Regions from separate parts of the Danio rerio genome. Here region 1 is linked to region 2. The links are chromatin contacts, called in public HiCAR-type maps. All regions are on one chromosome and are shown on one strand. Each heading gives the region's core, a stretch centred on a gene start, on an enhancer-like site or on the middle of the called end of the contact. The rest is flanking DNA. Distances are from core to core; before and after follow the strand shown. Region 1 overlaps LOC103909058 (a long non-coding RNA gene). Region 2 overlaps LOC141378431 (a long non-coding RNA gene).

What was found. HiCAR-type assays count read pairs that join an accessible place to other places.
Region 1: a HiCAR-type map of caudal fin shows a contact between it and region 2, with 12 times the contacts expected there. The contact joins two enhancer-like sites. A contact is called at or near these places in 4 of 18 Hi-C or Micro-C datasets (caudal fin, embryo, hematopoietic stem cells and 1 more) and 1 of 4 datasets of contacts at active chromatin or transcription factors (caudal fin).

What each region holds. Positions count from the first base shown.
Region 1 is chr17:39,772,251-39,776,677 of GRCz12tu, forward strand. All of the region lies in intron 2 of LOC103909058 (a long non-coding RNA gene), which reads left to right. Among named protein-coding and RNA genes, the nearest start is that of plekhh1, 26 kb to the right of the region's middle. Within about 2 kb of position 2,086, at least 5 of the 62 cell types and tissues checked have an H3K27ac peak or open chromatin away from gene starts, as enhancers often do. A contact at or near this core is called in caudal fin, where this site is marked.
Region 2 is chr17:39,540,969-39,545,407 of GRCz12tu, forward strand. The region is part of intron 3 of LOC141378431 (a long non-coding RNA gene); the gene reads left to right. Among named protein-coding and RNA genes, the nearest start is that of tmem229b, 51 kb to the left of the region's middle. Within about 2 kb of position 1,828, at least 8 of the 62 cell types and tissues checked have an H3K27ac peak or open chromatin away from gene starts, as enhancers often do. A contact at or near this core is called in caudal fin, where this site is marked.

The DNA of each region.
Region 1 (4,427 bases), core at 836-3,335, 230 kb after region 2:
TCTATGTCAAAAGTCATATAAAGCATATTTACACTGTAAAAAATGCAGGGTTCCTCACAATTCATTCATGTTGTCAAAAACACAAATGGATTAAGTTAACAACACTTTTAACAAACTTATGTGGATTGAACATAAAAAATTAAGTTGTCCCAATGAAATCTCAAGAATTGTGTTGATTCAGCTTCATTTTAAATAAGTGATTTGAACAAACTAAAAATATATATATATTGATGTGTAGTACACTAGAAGCTAGTTTACTGGTATTATATTTTACTATTATAATATTAATACTCATATAGATAGAATAATAGCATCAAATATAAAGTAAAAATAATCTTCAATTAAGAAATTTTCTTCCATATGAAAAACAAAATTACTGATTATTTATATGCATTGCTAAGAACCTAAAGGAATAGTTCACCCAAAATAGAACATTTACTCACACTATTCACTCTTCCTCAAGTGGTTTCAAACCTTTATGAGTTTCTTTTTTTCTGTAGAACACAAATGATGACATTTTGAGAAAAAAACTGTAACCATTGACTTCCATAGTAGGAAAAACATATATTTGCGGAAGTCAGTGGTTGTTCAATTTAAACAAATTCATGATAAAATTGACCGTAGTGTATGTATGAGAGTGAGTGTGTATGGATGTTTCCCTGTGATGGGTTGCAGTAGTAAGGGCATCCGCTGCATAAAACATATGCTGGATAACTTGGGGGTACATTCCACTTTGGCGACCCCAGATTAATAAAGGGACTAAGCAGAAAAGAAAATGAATAAATGAATGATTTTTAAATTTACATATTCAAAAAAAAAAGTTTGGCCACCTGTTGTGATTGTTTGTCTTGAGGCCGGCTATAAACACAAATGAACCAAACTGGGTAAATTAAGGAATACCCAAACATTGAGTTAAATTTGGTCCTATTGATTAAATTTAAAATTTAATCCAGGAGTTGATTTAGTCCCTATTACATCCAGAATTGGCTTAAAATACCCTGTAATCTTTAAGAGTGAATGAATGTAAGGGACATTCTACCAGAAATGTACATTTTCACTTATAAGAAATGTGACAGGGCCTGACTTAAGCTTGTCGTCCTCGAAAAATCCTACAAAACAAGCATAAAATCCTACAATTCCATGATAGAATGCATCCTTGATCACTGTCAGCTTCTCCTATTTCCAATGATGTCACTTCATTTGAGTCAGCCTTTAAAGTGTATTGCAACCATTTTATGTTCAATTCAATGCAAAGGACTGACAGAAATATGGAGACAATTGTAAAATATTATTTATTTGTAGATTTATATTTATTTGTATTCATAATTTCATCTTTTTAATGAATTGATGTGAATGATAACAGCTTAAATTTGCTATTTCTGAGGTATTTTTTTCTAAATATCAGTTTTTAGCGCAACAAAACTATTAAAGCTGTAGGTTTAACTGGGCTGAGGACAAGGACAATAACAGGGTTTGTACATTTGTGATGTGTTTTTAATAAAGAACAAAAATATGAGAACCAAACGGAATGACATTGTTTACAGAACAATTTACAGAAATCAGCCGTCAGTCCGTTTTAGACACTTTTGGGATGAAATACTTTTTATTCACTGCATTTATGTTTTTATTTCAGGGACAGATAATGCAGGTTTCTGATAGAATGTCCCGTAAATAAATGGCCCTCTATTTCCGGCCGAATCCCACTGAAGGTATTCTGCACACATGTAGGCACACTCAAGCACCCAGGGGAAGTGAAGCGCATAAAAGGGCCAGTGGCTAAATAGGAGACCGTAGTGTAACACCCATCTGAACATAAACAGGGGGATCTCCTTACAGAACAGACCACATCTAACAGCACTGGGAAAGGTGGATGAGGTCAGGACACTTCTCATTGGTGGAAATGCAGGGGGGGGGGGGGGGGGGGGGGGGGGGTCATTAATTACTGTAATTACAACCAAAAGCCTTTTCACTCTCTTATTCAAACAGTGAAAAAGGAAGGTGGGGTTGCTTGTCTATTACTCAATGGAGCACACACACATTCTCATGGCACACGCACACATATGCCAACATGCACACACACGGCATACACACAAGCACAGGCATGCAGATGTATGGACAGGCATTGGCTTGTTGTTGACACACTTGACGACAGCCTCAAACACACACACACACACACACACATGTATGTACTAATGCACACAAATACACACGCCACACACAGTGGAGTGCTGCAGAATCCCATTTTGCTGTTTTTTTTCTTAAAGCCTCATTTCCTTCATCAGTATGAGTGATGTGGTTAGTGTCGGGGAGCAAAACTGATGTATGGAGTCTGAGTCTGCTTGTCTTCTACTTGTTGTTTGTTTTTCTGTCTTGCTCTGTCCCCTCATGGTCTTCACCAAAGCCCAGTACACATTTTTATCAAGCTTTGCATGGTAGAATCTCCCTGAATGGTGGACATTTTTGTGTAAACAGACAGTAAATGGCTTTGATATTATATAATTCAAGACTGTACAGTATTGCAAATTGCAGTTTAATTATATATATATATATATATATATATATATATATATATATATATATATATATATATATATATATATATATATATATATATCCACCCTGCTGCTGATAAAAGCATGAACATCTCTAAGTCCTCACTGGAAACAAAGCATCTAATTCTTGCAATGTTTTTTGAGATGATGGTATGCTGACTTAGTTACTGCTTTGATGTGACTATTGAAACTCAGTCATGTCAAAGCAGTAACTCTACAGTGGAGTTCAATGCTTTATACATTAGTCAAGTAGAATCTTCCTTTGCCTTGATTTACTCACAAAAGCCTCTGCATTGTCCTCTATCCCACTTTTTAAAAACTTTTTTTTATCACTCTTACTGTCTTCTCAGATGGGATGGCAGGCCAAATCAAAGGTTACCATGGGCCAATTTTGGCCTGCGGGCCCTAGGCATCTCTGCTCCAAAGCAATCATGTCACAAAGTGTGACTCTCCACCACTAGTTCTAGAAACTGTGAAAAAGTTCCATCAGTGCGAAAGGGTTCCACCAGTGCCTCTTGTTAGTGTTTCTGACTCACATTTTGGAATCAAGTGAAACCAGGGGGGTTGTATTAGCTTTTAAAGTATGGACAGAACTTGTTTGGTTTACATCATGTATGTGTAAACAAGAAACAATGTTCCATCTTAAGACCTTTGCTGTTCTCTTTCATTATACAAGGTGATACCAAATAAATTAATGTGTGTATTCAGTGCCAATATGCTAGAGGTAAAGTGTGCCAACAAATAGTACTGGTGTGTTCATGGCGAAATGAGTTTAATTCCCGGCTCAAGGTGCTTTGCCGTTCATTCCTTCCTTTTTTCTCCCTATGTATTTGTCTTAACTTCACTGTACTATATAATAAAGGTAAAAAATATAATTATAAAATATATTATAGTTTTTTTTATAGTTTTTATAATTATAATAAACTAAATATAACAAAAAATGTATGTGTTTACAGTATAATCTAAATTTTTATAGTGGATTATTTGAAGGTGCTACTACATAAAATTATAATATAACTTTTATGACAAAAAAGGGTTCTGTAACAAAGTTTTCTTCCTTATTCTAACCTTAAAGACTGAGTGTTCTCTCGTTTTACCCCCACTTTTGTCATCCATAGTTTGCTAGCTGGAGGTGTTAAACCTTGTAAATCTTGTTTGTGACAATTATTGTAAAATGTGCTTTAGGGAAAAAAAAATACTGAACTGAAAGCCATTGGGACTTTTTTACCCATTCAATACTTGGAAAATCAATTACAGGTAAAGGTTGAAATCATGTTTGTTTGTTTTTTTTTTTTGTTTTGTTTTTTTACATACATCCTCATTCTGACAGAGATATGCATCTAGTCACCTCTTCACACAGTGCCGGACTGCAATAACCTTGAGACTTTAAGATCACCTACTGAGCAGCATTCCAATATGTCTCTACCTGTCATTTACAACAACTCAGAGCCGTTCTAGTTTAGAGTATGCTTCAGTAATCAAAAATCACATAGGTAAGCATTTCATGTTCTCAGTGCAATTATGCCTGAATGTGATTACATAAATTTGAGATGTCCAACTAAACACGTCACAAAGGCACCACCTTGTCTCATTATTTGTATTGTGCAAGGTACACTTGAGATTATATTTCACTCTAAACCAACCACAAAACTCTGCAGATGCTAATTTTGCCCTTTGCTAATGGAACAGCTAATCCTGGAGCAGTGAGTCCACATGTTTATGTGCTTTCTAAACTGATTCCCTTGTGCCTGGGTTTGATTCACAAGATCCCTGGTTAGATAGTAAGACTGTTTATCATTATCAAGTCATTGAGTGTGTTGTTGAGTTGTGGTTAGCATTACAACACTGTTGAAAGTTAACCCATTACAAGCTGAA
Region 2 (4,439 bases), core at 578-3,077:
GGTGACTTAAATGAGTTTGAACATGGCATGGTTGTTGGTGCCAGACGGGCTGGTCTGAGTATTTCAGAAACTGTTGATGTACTGAGATTTTCATGCACAACCATCTCTAGGGTTTACAGAGAATGATCCAAAAAAATAGAAAATGAGTGGGTGGTCTGTGTGCGCAAATGCCGCATTGATGTTAGAGGTCAGAGGAGAATGGCCAGACTGGTTCCAGCTGATAGAATAGCAACAGTAACTCAAATACCACTCGTTACAACCAAAATATGCTATGCTGAGTCTCGATTTCTGCTTCAACATTTGGATGGCTCCAAATGTTGAAGAATTCATCAACAGAATGGAAGCATGGATCCATCCTGCCTTGAATCAATGGTTCAGGTTGCTGGTAGTGGTGCTGGGGTAATGTTGTGGGGGATATTGTCTTGGCACACTTTGGGCCAATTAGTACCAATTGAGCATTGTGTCAACGCCACAGCCTACCTAAGTATTGTTGCTGATCATGTCCATCCCTTTATGACCACAGTGTACCCATCTAATGATGGCTACTTCCAGTAGGACAGCGCACCATTGCTTAAAGCGTGACTCATCTCAGACTGGTTTCTTGAACATGACAGTGAGTTAACTGTACTCAAATGGCTTCCACAGTCACCAGATCTTAATCCAATAGAGCACATTTGGGATGTAGTGGAGCAGGAGATTGACATCATGGATGTGCAGCCGACAAATCTGCAGCAACATGATGCTATCATGTCAGTATGGACCAAAGTCCTTCAGGAATATTTAAAGTAGTTTGTTATGTTACAAAAGATTAAGGCATTTCTGAAGGCAAAAGGAGGTCCAACCCGGTACTAGTATGATGTGCCTAATAAAGTGGCGGATTAGTGTATATTAGTATCTCAGAGTTGTAAAATAGGTACCTTTACATTTAGGAAAAGCTCCATAAACCTTTAAAGGTGTGCAATATCAATTAGTGTTGATTTATTTAACATGATATAACTCAATTATATTTATAGAAAAATTCTGCACAATGTAGACAAAGGCTCACTAGTGGAGAATGCATGAAGATTTGTGTGAGAATTGTAAGGGGAATGTATAGAAAGCTTTGGGTGAGAAACTCATCGTCATTTAACGGATTAAATTTTCACCTCCAGTGAACTGTTAACTGTTGCAGCAACGTCAAGTCAGTGAGTTTAACTGGAAAACCGGATCAGTCAGATGTGTGGGCAAAACCAGTTTGTGAATTGAATCAACTGATTCATCAAAAATATGAGTAAACAGAGTTATGTAACAGACTCATTTTACAATGGTACTTATGAAGGTGCATATATTTATCAATGAGTGATAATGTTAAGATTTCAATCCTTGACTCAAAGCTTTCATATACTGTAGTTTTAGAAGAGTTGGGTGGTGACTTACGCTAAGTGAATGCATTTTTATAAGTGCCTGTGTTTTTAAATGATTGGAAAACAGCGCACATGTACAACAACGTAAGAGTGAGAAAATTTGGAACAAATATGGGACAATTTGGGTGAAGTGAAACCGTACTCGCTATTTTCGATGTGTGGCTACTTTTAGTTTGCTAATGCTCTTAGTTAGTTTCTCCCTGCCTTGCTCCGTTTCAGAATTCAAAGACTTTTCCAGACTTTTTTGAATCCAGAACTTGTAAACCACACTAAAGCTCTCCAGGTACTGTGCAGAAAGTGTGAATTATGGTAATGGCTCCTGGCAGGGGAGAAAATAAGCGCAGTTATTAAAATGAATAGCTGCCGCTCATCCTGCGGTCCAGACCCCAGGCAGGGGTGGGGAGCCAGGCCTCTCAGCTTTCTTCCATCTCTTACCTACACTTCCATCACTGCTGTGCGTGTCTTCCCATAACACGTCAAAGGCCCCTCTCTGCGGACTTTTCCGTAGTTGGTTTGGCTCTGCACAATGGCATGGTTAGGCGTTGGGCCAAGCACTTGACGGCCACAGAGTCCTCGGCCCCATTCTGCCTAACATCCTTAACAAGCTCCATAAGGCTTGCTGAAGAACCAAGTTTGTTCCTGAGGAACAAATCCACCCCTAACTTAGCCTTTTGAAGTGGGAATACAAGTATTTGGTACAAGCTGACGTCACAGAACCCAAAAGTCAAGAGGCTTAATCTTTGTTTTTGTCTCCTTTCCCGAAACATTTCTTCAAGTCTCTCAAAGTTCTCATCACACACCAATTTTTTTTTTGTCCTAATGACAGATGCAAGCCATAAGACATTAATCCTAACCCTTTAAGTTGAGCAACCGTGCATGTGAGAGCAGGTAACAGATTTGCTTGTTCCGCTCCAGGCTATCCAAACGGTTGGTACCAAACAGCTGTACTGCAATGTTTTCCTTTTGATAATCAAAGAGTCGTGCAGAACAGATCAGTTTATAGCTTATTTTCCCTCATATTCCCGCATCATTTATCGAGCGAGCTGAAGGAAGTCGTTAGTTTTCGTTCGGTTCAGTTGAACTAGATTAGCGTAAATATATTACTATAATAAAGATAAAGGTATCGGTTATGCTTTTAATGAACTACGGATGGGCGTCTCCTTCAAAGCAGCTGCTGGCTGTACAAACTTTATGATTAGTATCCAAGTTTTAAATGTAATGTGTGTGTGTGTGGCTTTAATAAGGTATTAAGAAGAACAGCTGGAAGTTGTGAGATCTATGCGTTTGTTTCCACAAAGTGCATCCAAACCAGTGTTTGACGGGAAATGATTTTCTAGGACTTTAAAGCATTAACTCTGAATTGACTATCCACTCCAAGCGTGCGAGTGTGTATCAGCCATCACGATTCCTTTCTGTATGATTTCATCGCAGTGGTCTGATCCTGATTTAATCCAGATTTTAGCTGTGTCCAGGGATGCTGAATGAGGTGGCGAGCGATGATGAGGCCTGGGGACAGAGTAACGCTACAGCAGTCTTGGCCGGGCTTTTTGGTGTAAGAGCACACCACTGGGGTGCACGATACAGTGCGAGTTGTGTTATTGCAGGTGTGTGTGCATATTACATCTGATTATGAAATATGTGAGACGTTTCACTACCTCTGTTTTTTCAACTGCTCGGCCAGTGTTAAAGTGGCCATTTGAGGTTTTAAAAAAGCAGTGAAATTTCCGCTCCTCACACAAGAGCCACAGAGAGAGAGAGAGAGAGAGAGAGAAAGAAAGAGAGAAATGTTTTAGAGTACGTCCAGCTGAGAAAAAAAAATCAGGTTTATTTTAAGAAATGTTTGTTGGATGACGACTGGCTGGAAATGTGCATTATGACTTGTAAAGGTGGGGTCACTCATGATCTAATATTCAAGCCATGTGTGTTTGTGTATAAGCACCATCATTGTTCTTAATTGGTGTTCATAAAAGTCCCACACAGGCAGTGGTGGAAAAAGTACTAAAGAATCATGCTCAAGTAAAATTACCATTACTTGTAGTGCAAGAAAAATGTAGTAAAAGTAGAGTAAAGGTATCTTTGTAAACATTACTCCAAATATGAGTAAAGAGTAGACCTTTTAAAAGTACTCAAGAGCAGTAAGTAGTGAGTATTACACTGTGAAGTTGATGTGTTCTCAGTACATGCAGTTTGTGCAGGGTTGTGTAAACCTAACATTCTGGAGTTAATTTAGTGATCTTCCTTTATTCGTTTCTTCCTTCCAACCTTCCTTTCAATGTATGTTTGCTCTGTCTTCATTCATTTATTTGTTCATTCATTCATTTTCGCTCGTTCCTTCCTTCTTCTTTCCTTCTTTAGTTTTGTTAAGTCTTTCCTTGAATTCTTCCTCCATTCATTTGGTCCTTCCTTCGTTCCTCCCTTCATTCGTTCACTCATTCATTCGTTTGTTCATATTTTTGTTCCTTCCTTCATTATCCTTTTTTCATTCATTCATTAATTCATTCATTCTTTACTTCCTTCCTTCCTCATTCCTTCTTTCCTTCCTTCTTTAGATTTTTTTCAGTCGTTCCTTGAATCCTTCCTCCACTCATTTGGTCCTTCCTTCGTTCTTCCCTTTATTCGGTCACTCATTAATTTGTTCGTTCATTCTTATTTTTGTTCCTTCCTTCCTTGCTGCCTTCCTTCCTTCCGTCCTTCATTCATTCATTCATTCTTTCATTCATTCATTAACTCATTCGTTCCTTCCTTTCTCCTTTCTTCCTTCCTTCTTTCTTTAGTTTTGTTCAGTCCTTCCTTGAATCCTTCCTCCATTCATTTGGTCCTTTCTTCCTTCCCCCCTTCATTCATTCTCTCATTCATTCGTTCATTGGTTTGTTCATATTTTTGTTCCTTCTTTCATTAAGTCCTTTTTCATTCATTCATTCATTCATTAATTCATTCCTTAGTTTGTTCAGTCATTCTATGAATTCACCTTACTTCATTCATTTGGTCCTTTCTTCCTTCATTAGTTTGGTTCTTCCTTCCTTCATTCAGTCCTTC